2 separate regions of the Zea mays genome follow, and region 2 is linked to region 1. Evidence: chromatin contacts called from public Hi-C data. All regions are on one chromosome and are shown on one strand. The core of a region is the stretch at or near the end of the contact, and the rest is flanking DNA. Distances in the headings are between cores, read along the strand shown.

Region 1 (4,677 bases), core at 1,322-3,821:
GTTGCTTCACATGTTGCACTACGTGATGTTTGCTAGAGGGTGAAAGCAGAACATCAAAGACCTGCTGGTTTACTACACCCGCTTAAGATACCTGAGTGGAAATGGGAAGAGATTAGCATGGACTTCATTATGGGATTACCCCGCACATCTGCTAGGTATGACTCTATATGGGTGGTTGTGGACAGGCTAACTAAAGTAGCCCACTTTGTTCCAGTGAAGACCACGTATTCAGGAGCCAAGTTAGCAGAGTTGTACATGGCACGAATTGTGTGCTTACATGGTGTGCCTAAGAAGATTGTGTCAGACCGGGGATCACAGTTTACTTCTCGGTATTGGAAGAAGTTGCACGAGTGCTTGGATACAAGATTGAATTTTAGTTCGGCTTACCATCCTCAAACTGATGGGCAGACCGAGAGAACCAATCAAGCACTAGAAGATATGTTAAGAGCTTGTGCTCTTAAACATGGTCATAGTTGGGATAAGAGTTTACCGTATGTAGAGTTCTCTTACAATAACAGTTACCAGGCCAGTTTGAAGATGTCCCTGTTTGAGGCTTTGTATGGCAGAAAGTGTAGGACTCCACTATATTGGGATCAAACTGGTGAAAGGCAGTTCTTTGGGCCTGAAATTATACAAGAGACAAAAGAACAAGTCCGTCAAATAAGGGAGAATTTGAGAACTGCACAGTCAAGGCAAAAAAGCTATGTGGATACCCGGAGAAGACGGGTGATCACGTGTATCTTAAGGTGTCACCAATCCGGGGTATGAGAAGATTCAAAGTTAAAGGGAAGTTGTCCCCTCGCTTTATTGGACCCTTCTTAATCCTAAAGCGGGTGGGAGAAGTTGCATATCAACTGGAACTACCTAATCATCTTGTGGATGTACATGATGTCTTCCATGTATTACAATTGTAGAAGTGTCTCAGGGTACCTGAAGAGCAACTACCTATGGAGGATCTTACTGTCCAAGATGATTTGACTTATACAAAATATCCTATCAAGATTATTGATATCTTGACCCGTGTCACGAGGAGTAAAGTGATTAAAATGTGCAAAGTACAATGAAGCCATCATGGAGAAGATGAGGCTACATGGGAGAGAGAAGAAGAACTACGAATAGATTTTCCCCAGCTCTTTCCTAGTCCTTCCTAAATCTCAAGGACGAGATTCTTTGTAAGAGGGTAGGATTTGTAATACCCAGTTTGGAAAAAATAAGAGAAGGGGGTGATCTCATTAGTTGTTTTGTCTTCTACTCATCATTATTTGGAAATAACCATCTTAGAGAGAATAATTAGTCGAAGACACCAAAGATAATTTGTGCATCATGCTGGATTTTAAGTGTATGTGAATTTAATAAAGATAAAATTTATGGGGATACATTAATAATGAGAATTTGGGAATTAACCTAAATTAAATTCTAGAATTGGAAAATAAAAAGGAAAGAATTGGGGGAAATACTACATAAAATAAAATAAAAATAAGAATAAATATATTTCAAACTGGTGTTTTCAAACTGTACATTTAAATGAGTACAAAATTCACTGCAAGAATTTGATTTCAAGTTTGAGTTTCAAAGATAAAAAGGAGAAGAAAAGAAATTAGAAAGAAGAAAAGAAAATGGAGAAAGTGAGTTGTGCACTTGGGCCAGCCAACGCTAAATTCGGCCCAGTCGGCTTTCCCACCGCGCGGCCCAACCATCTTCCGCACGCGCTCCCCGCCTACTGACAACCGAGCCCCGCCCGTCAATCTCTCAAAGTATGCGCTTTGCTCATACTCAGTCGCCGATCTGCGGGCCCCACCGGCCAGTCACCGCTCGCGTTCGCTCTTCCTCCCCTTCTCTGGCGCGTGGACCTGGCGAGTCAGTCCTCGCCCCAGTCAACGGAAGTGCCGAGCATGGTGGAACACTGGAACGTGCGGAGCCACCGACTTCGCGCAATCCGTTGTGGCGCCCTGGCCACGTCGTGTCCATATAGGGGGACCACGACCGGATTTGCATGTTCCCCCTCTGTTTCCTATCTTCGCGAACACCACTGAACTAGTGACGGAGAGGGAAAGCGGCGAATCCGCATCTAGTCGACCCGCGCCGCCGCGGGTGAACTTCACCGTGCTTACGACCGGTGCCGAGCAGTGGCGCACTAGGGCTTCACGGGTCTTGTTGGGTGGTGATCGCTGCCGCGCCGCTCGGAATTGCTCGTCTGCGCCCCGAGAATTTCTCACCGTCGCGATCGTTCCGCCGCGGACCGCATCCTCTCTATGGCTTGAGCAGTACACCGCGAACGCGCCGGTATGAATCCCCTTCTTGTGCTTGCTAAGTTCTCCTACTCGGGTTACGCGTCTAGGGTTGGGTTATGGGGCACCTGGGTGCGAGGTGTCAGGTGTGGGAGCTCCGGCGAGTGGACCGCCGTGAGGCCTGTGCGCCGCCGTGTGCGGACAGTGGACTTGGGGAAGAAGGTGGCCGGAATTGTGCGAGTCGTTAGATCGTTCTGATGCGGCTCGGATTAGATGTATGATACCGGTTTGCTGGGGGTGATTGTCAACCGTCGATCTCGTATCGCACGATCACGGTTGAGCCTGGGATGGTTATTAGATCAGATCTAATCCGCGCCGTCTGCGCATGATCCAACGGGGAGTGCAGGCCGATACCCCTTCGGTTTGCACTGTTTGCAGACAAACCCTTATACTTTTAGAAAATAGAACCCGCAGTCCACCTTGAGGGAGTCCTGTGTCTTGAATCATTTTTCACCAGAGCCCCTACACTTTCCAGGTATTGGTGCGCAGTCCAGAGAGGAATAAAAATAGAGAAATAATTATAGAAATTGGTTTAATACAAAAATAATTCTAGAAACTTGGGAAATTCATATTTAATTCATTTTAACTTCAAATTAATCCATTCCAGTTCCTATAATTTTGTAATAGTGTTGTTTATCACATAGTGTATCTATTTTGACATGAAAACCATATTAAAATGTATCTCTTATTTAATCTTGTATCAAATATATAAAACCTTTGGAAATTCATAACTTAAAATCCATAACACCAAAATTAATGATTCCTGTTCCTAGGATCTTATTTTAATGTGTAGATTATTATTATGTATTTTGTTTACATGTTTGGTGTGATGTTAATTTTTGCTATACTATGTATGTTTGTATTGATGCGAGAAGACGAGCCAGCCACTGAGGATCCAGAGGTTCAGCTAGTAGAGACTGCTGAGCAGGAGCTTGTTGAAGGCAAGTTGTGCCCTTGATCACTTCTTTTTACCCAGTAATGTTCTTATTAATCATAGTAATCTGCATAGGTTAATTTTGATGGGATCCTTTAGGTTACCCTAGTTTGATTATCTTTGTACCTTGAATCCACTGAACTTTTTGGGTAGTACTTGCTATTGCTTTATGTGGTTTTGGGTATGGAGATACATTATTCATGATCACACGTTTATTATTTGTTTATTATTACTATTCATGTTAAGATCATTATGTTAATGGGAACATTGAGCGACCACCCGGGAAAACAGTGCTACCACAAGGGTGGTATGGGACGCCCTTGGCTGATTAACTAGGAAAGCTAGTGGATGACTACCTTACCCAATAGGGGCAAGGGCAGTAGGGGAGTGGTCAGTGTAGGGATGTCCTTGGGTTGATGTTGCTGCGATGGCGGTCAGGCGAGGGATCCCTGCACTGGAGCTTCCTATAAACTGTAGCGAGTTTTCTGAAGCTAGTGGAACTTTGTAAAGGCCTTGTAGTGTTACCCTACCTCTCCTCCTCGGTAGAGGTGTATGGGATTGGCCGTCTCTTGGCAGACGGGTAACATGACTTGTGGGTAAAGATGCGCAGCCTCTGCAGAGTGTAAAACTGGTATACTAGCCGTGCTGACGGTCATGAGCAGCTCGGACCCTCACATGATTAATTTATGGAATTAAAATTCAATTTGTCATTTGCATCACATTGAGTTTATTTTGGTATTACTTTTATTTATTATTACTATGGTTTGGTATTCACTTACACTTAGTAACTGTTAATAAAATTTGACCTACTTATAAAAGCAATGCTCAGCTTCAACCTTTATTTTGTTGATCACCCTTACACATCACATGAACTCCCACCTTTGGTGAGTTCATGCACAATATTCCCCACAACTTGTTGATCTATGAACGTATGTGAGCTCACCCTTGCTGTCTCACACCCCACACAGGAGAAGAACAGGTGGTTCAAGAGGAGCCGCCCAACGAGGAGTTCGACTTAATCTTGGTGGCGTCTCCCAGTCAGCTTTGTGGCGAGGGAAATAAGATTTAGTTCATTTTATATTTATCATTTATTTTGTAAGACTTCCTCTATGTAATAAGTACATTTATGATATTTATGGCATTTATCTATATGCACTCTGTAATTATATGTGTTGATCTTCCTTAGCGCACATATGAGATGCACCCGGCTTTATCCCTTAAATCCGGGTGTGACAGCACCTCACTGGCGCCAACCCGCCTCAGTCGCTCCCCTCCCCGGGCGCCTATAAAAGGCCTCCCCGAGCTCCATCTCTCCTCGCCCCGGCCTCGGCCACTCTCCCTCCCTCTCCCCTTGGGCTCAATCGAGCTACCACCGTCGCCTCCCTTCACTCCGGTGAGCTATCCCTCCCCTCTCTCCAATAGCCTAGTGACAAATTAAGCTAGCTCACTAACTTC
Region 2 (4,677 bases), core at 935-3,434, 480 kb after region 1:
ACGAGGATGTCCCTGAGCGCCGCCGACTTCTTGACGCGCTTGAGCAGCTTGTACCCAGTCATCCCAGGCACCACCGGCTTCCTGCTGTTGTTGGCCTTTGGCGCAGGAGACGGCGTCACAGACGCTGGAGCGGCAGCGGCGGTGGCCATCGCAGAGACGGACAGGACAAACGTTGTTGCCATCGGGCCTAGGGTGCGATGTCGCCGTCCGCTTCGAGAATGCCGTCGCCACTTGCGCGCCCGCCTCGGGAGCGTCGCTGTCGCTCGTTCCTAGTGGAGCGCCGCCGTCGGTCGCCTGCCTCGGGGCGGCATCGCTGCTGGCCCCTAGGATCACCGGCGCTCGTACGCCCGAGGGAACCGCCGCCGCCGCTAAAACCTAATCCCTGGCGGCGTGGGGGTATTTTTATAGTGGCGACGTGGGACTGGATAACTGCGAGCGCGTGGGTGGGATCGTGGGCCCTATGCACGTAATATGCGGGACGAAATCTACGTGATGGCCCATATATTTGCATAAATTGTTACCCACATCAGCATAACTCATATTATAATTTGTCGTAAGCAGTTAGGTATAATAAGCCAAAAAGGGTTTGGTGCGGTCTGCACACCTGATCGATACGTGGTTGGAACTTCCTATAGTTAAACAGAGCCCGGGGCTCTAAATACTATATATATATATATATATATATATATATATATATATATATATATATATATATATATATATATATATATATATATATATATATATATATATATATATATATATATATAGTTATAGTTATAGTTATATATAGTTATCTTGTTTCAATGTGTGGTTTCATTACTCTGAGTTTGTTTGATTGTCAACGTTTTCGGCGAACATCAGTCACATATGAATCAGTGCGTGCGTGTATACTTATTTTCTTTTTTAAGAGTGGTGGCGAAAGCATCTTTTTTTTTCCAATGTAATCTTCCGCAAAAGGTAGAAAGCGGCTTCGCCGGGTTGACCGATTTGAAAGATAATTAAGTTGAGGCAGTTATTGTCTTACTGAAATAACAACTTGTTTGTTTAATTTGGTACTATAGATAGGAGTGATAATGGATCGTGATTTAAATGTTACTTCACAAATTTATAGGGTCATAAATAAATTTTAGTTCAAAAATGAATATAAATAGAGTTGGACCCTAATTCAATATAATCCGATCCGGTCCTTAAATTTTATAGTGTAAAATTTAGAGCACGTTGTCACCCATAAGTATAGATAGATATTAATAAATCTTTATATACCTTATCAGAATTAGAGATGCTTATCTCGGGCTAAAATAAAGACATGACTAACCTCCGTTTTAGAACGGAGGAGACACAAAGACTATGTATGGTTCATGCTGGAATATAAAAAAGGACGATTGGGCCTACGAAATGTGCCCGAACCAAGAGACAGGGGTCTGAACAAGAACGTGCAAGTAAAGTGGGCGGCGAGGCAGTGAGAGGTCACTTCCATCCCATTGCATGTATCAATGTATGTATGTGTGCCGTGTGCGCTCGTTTTAATTCATTGTGGTGGCCGGCCGCCTCGTGATGCATGGATCGCACTCGCACATCTGCAAGTTGCAAAAGAGAGAGAGAGAGACAAGAGGCCTAGGCTGGTCTGGCCGGTCAACAAAATCGTCTCCGAGTTGGCAGCCGCCCGCAACGCAAGCACCACCCATCACCCATTTCCATTTGGCAGTCCTTGGCTTGGTTGGCCACTTGGCCCGCATGCGTGCGTGCCTGGCAGCCTGTTCCTGCCTGCGATTCGTAGCCAAAATAGTTGTCTAATATATGTACTATAATAATTGATCGTCTAGAACAACTTCTAGCCTCGTTCCAACGTAAGCCACAATAAAGCCTCGGCCGCCAGACAGACAGTTGCTTTCAAATCTCTCTACTCGATAAACTCAGTAAATTATATGTATAAAGAGGTACCAGAGTATATATATATATGATTCTCGTTGACTTGTCCTTATCTCTGACTTTTGACTCGACAGTTGACAGCAGTATAGTGCTCCACTGAAGGAGAAGCAAAAGCAAACAAGAGTTGGTGTAGTAGCAGGCAGGAAGAATTTGCAAGTGGATTTAATTGGGAACGAGAGGCAGTAGGGCTTGCGAGGCGAGGAGAGGATGCGATCAATGCTGGTCTAATCAGAGTGTTTGTCTGTGCTCGCCACTTGAGACAGACCTGGCCATGGATCAGAGTCATGTGTGTGTCTCTGTATTGTCAGTGCCCGTGACCCGTGACGACCGAGTCGACTGCATTTCAGATGCCAAAAGCTTACCAATTTGCAGTGTTCGGGGAGTTCAATGCATGGGGGCAAGTAAAATACAAGTGAGATAGTGCCACGAAAGTAAGAAGCGTGTCACGATTTGTCTAAGGTTAGTTCGTGAAGTGAAGAACTAACCTTAGACAGAAAAGTTAGGGGTTGTTTGGTTCGTGGCTAAACGTGACACACTTTGCCTAAGGTTAGTCGTTCGAATTGAAGAACTAACCTTAGGCAGAAAAGTTAGGCAAAGTGTGACAAGTTAGTCATCAAACCAAACAGGCCCTAAGTTTAGATAGAAAAGTTAGACAAAGTATGGCAAGTTAGGTAACAAACTAAACAGTCATTTGTGCTTTTTTGGCTAAATACTGAATGTAACACCCTGAATTTGGGGATATAAAATTTCTTTGCTCTTATCCACAAATTCAAGTGTTACTCCTCTTCTCTCTTCTCTCTTAATCCATTTCGTTTTCCTTTAGAAAGAGAATCATTGTTTTAGTTGGAGATGTATCTATTTTCTAATAGACAAAACCCTAAGAAAGTATGAAATGTTGCATAATACTGAACCCCAACTTTTGTCTTTGTATCATGCATATGTTTCAATTAGTGGCATATTTGAAGTTGAGCCAGCCGAGCCTTCAGTCGAGCCCTCAGCCACGCGCCTTCCCTTCTTTCTGCCCCGCGAGCCCACCCTGTCGGCGTGCCGCCCTCGGTCACGCGCTCTCTCTCTTTTCTCTCTGACCAGCCAACCCCGCTTGTGAGCCCCGTCCTCTTCCCCTCAACTGTCTGCTCCGCAGAGGCCACGCCGGTCGTGCCCGCCTCGCACGTTATGTGCGGATAACCACCGCGCGCACCCTACGACCCCCCATCTCGCATGCCTCGCCTGGCCACCATATAAGGACCCTAGACCCCAGCATCCCCCACACCTCGCCCTGCCCATTCTTCCCCACCTAGCACGCAGCAGTGTCGCCACTGTCGCGAAGCCGTTCTGTCGTCGCCCTTGCCACAGTGAGCTTCGCCTCGGTGCTAGCCGCTCGGGACTCGCCCCCAATTCCCCTTCCTTCCTTTGGTTCGCTCTGTCCTTGCTCACCACCGTTACACGTGCAGTCCCGAAGCCGCCATCGTCGACCTAAGCCACCGTCGTGCCGTTGCTGTCTCAGTGGATATCCCGAGTCTCGCATTGAGGTATGGAATCTCCCTTGCCCTCTCCATTTCCCTCTTACTCTTTGCCCTACGCGATTGCTCGTCGGAGTTCCCCGCACCCCGCCGAGCCGCCCCACTGTGAACCCTCACCATCTGATGCCCCTACCTCTGTTCAGCCCCCACCATCAGATTTCCCGCACCCCTCCCCATTTTCTCCGATCATCCCAACAGCCCTAAGACCCCCGGAGCGCTCGCGCCCCTCGTCTCTGACGAGCTTCCCGTCGCGAACACGGGCGCCGCCGCCTCTAGTGGCTAGAGGAAAGGGCCGGAGCAGGCCGCCCAATTCCCGTCGTTCACCCGAATCCAACGGTCCGACTTTAACTAACCCGAGCCAATCCCGCGCCCTCGAGCGAGGCGGAGAATCCGCAGCCGTCCGACCCAGCGCGCGCCACGCCCTCGAGCGAGGCAGAGAATCTATCAAACGTTTGAGCCTGCGCCATCGGCGCGTTGTGCCCTCGGCACGCTCGGTCGAGCCACCTAGTTTGGTCCCGCGAACGTCCCTTGGCCTCGGTCGTTCGTCTATCGATGATGAGAGCCCCATATCACGTTGCATATTTATTTGATCTAGACTGTTTGGTGTATTGTTCATTTGCTACTCCCCAAATGTTGAATGAATGATTGTTTCGCGTAGACAACGAGCAGTTTGAGTTTCCCGAGGAAGTTGCAGGAGAAGACCCTGAGCAGCAACTTGGTGAAAACAAATATCCTCTGACCTATTATGTCATATTTACTGTATAATTTACTTTCTCGTATACCATAATCAACCTAAGGTGACTGGCTTTTTACTTATCATGTCCTTGATTACTTTTTTAGGTTAGATTATTATGATCAACTACATGTTAATGCTTTACTTTAATCAACAAAGATGATGATAATTACTTTATGATACGATGATTCACTCAGGTTATAATTATAAACTTGTGACGCTTTAGTGAACTCAGGCTGTTTCCAAATAGATTTAAGTAATATTGTCTATACAAAATACGCATTAGTTACGATAATAGTGTCGTAATCACCAAAAACCAAATAGGAACCTCAGCCTGCTGCTTGCTCTCGGGATAGTTCACATAAATAGCCACGCAAATGCACAAGCTTCGAGACACATTTCAACATGCTTCCTTTTAAAATAAAATCTTTACAAGTTCAATCTTAAATACTCAAGTTAGATGGGGGCAAAAGTCGAAAGAACCATATGGTA

The links. A called contact is a pair of places that touch in the nucleus more often than the background predicts.
Region 2: a contact with region 1 is called in a Hi-C map of bundle sheath, with 2.8 times the contacts expected there. The contact joins two enhancer-like sites.

What each region holds. Positions count from the first base shown.
Region 1 is chr1:159,696,215-159,700,891 of Zm-B73-REFERENCE-NAM-5.0, forward strand. No RefSeq gene overlaps it. Among protein-coding and RNA genes, the nearest start is that of LOC103640060, 32 kb to the right of the region's middle. Within about 2 kb of position 2,572, at least 17 of the 20 cell types and tissues checked have an H3K27ac peak or open chromatin away from gene starts, as enhancers often do. A contact at or near this core is called in bundle sheath, where this site is marked.
Region 2 is chr1:160,179,252-160,183,928 of Zm-B73-REFERENCE-NAM-5.0, forward strand. No RefSeq gene overlaps it. Among protein-coding and RNA genes, the nearest start is that of LOC100281484, 16 kb to the right of the region's middle. Within about 2 kb of position 2,185, at least 15 of the 20 cell types and tissues checked have an H3K27ac peak or open chromatin away from gene starts, as enhancers often do. A contact at or near this core is called in bundle sheath, where this site is marked.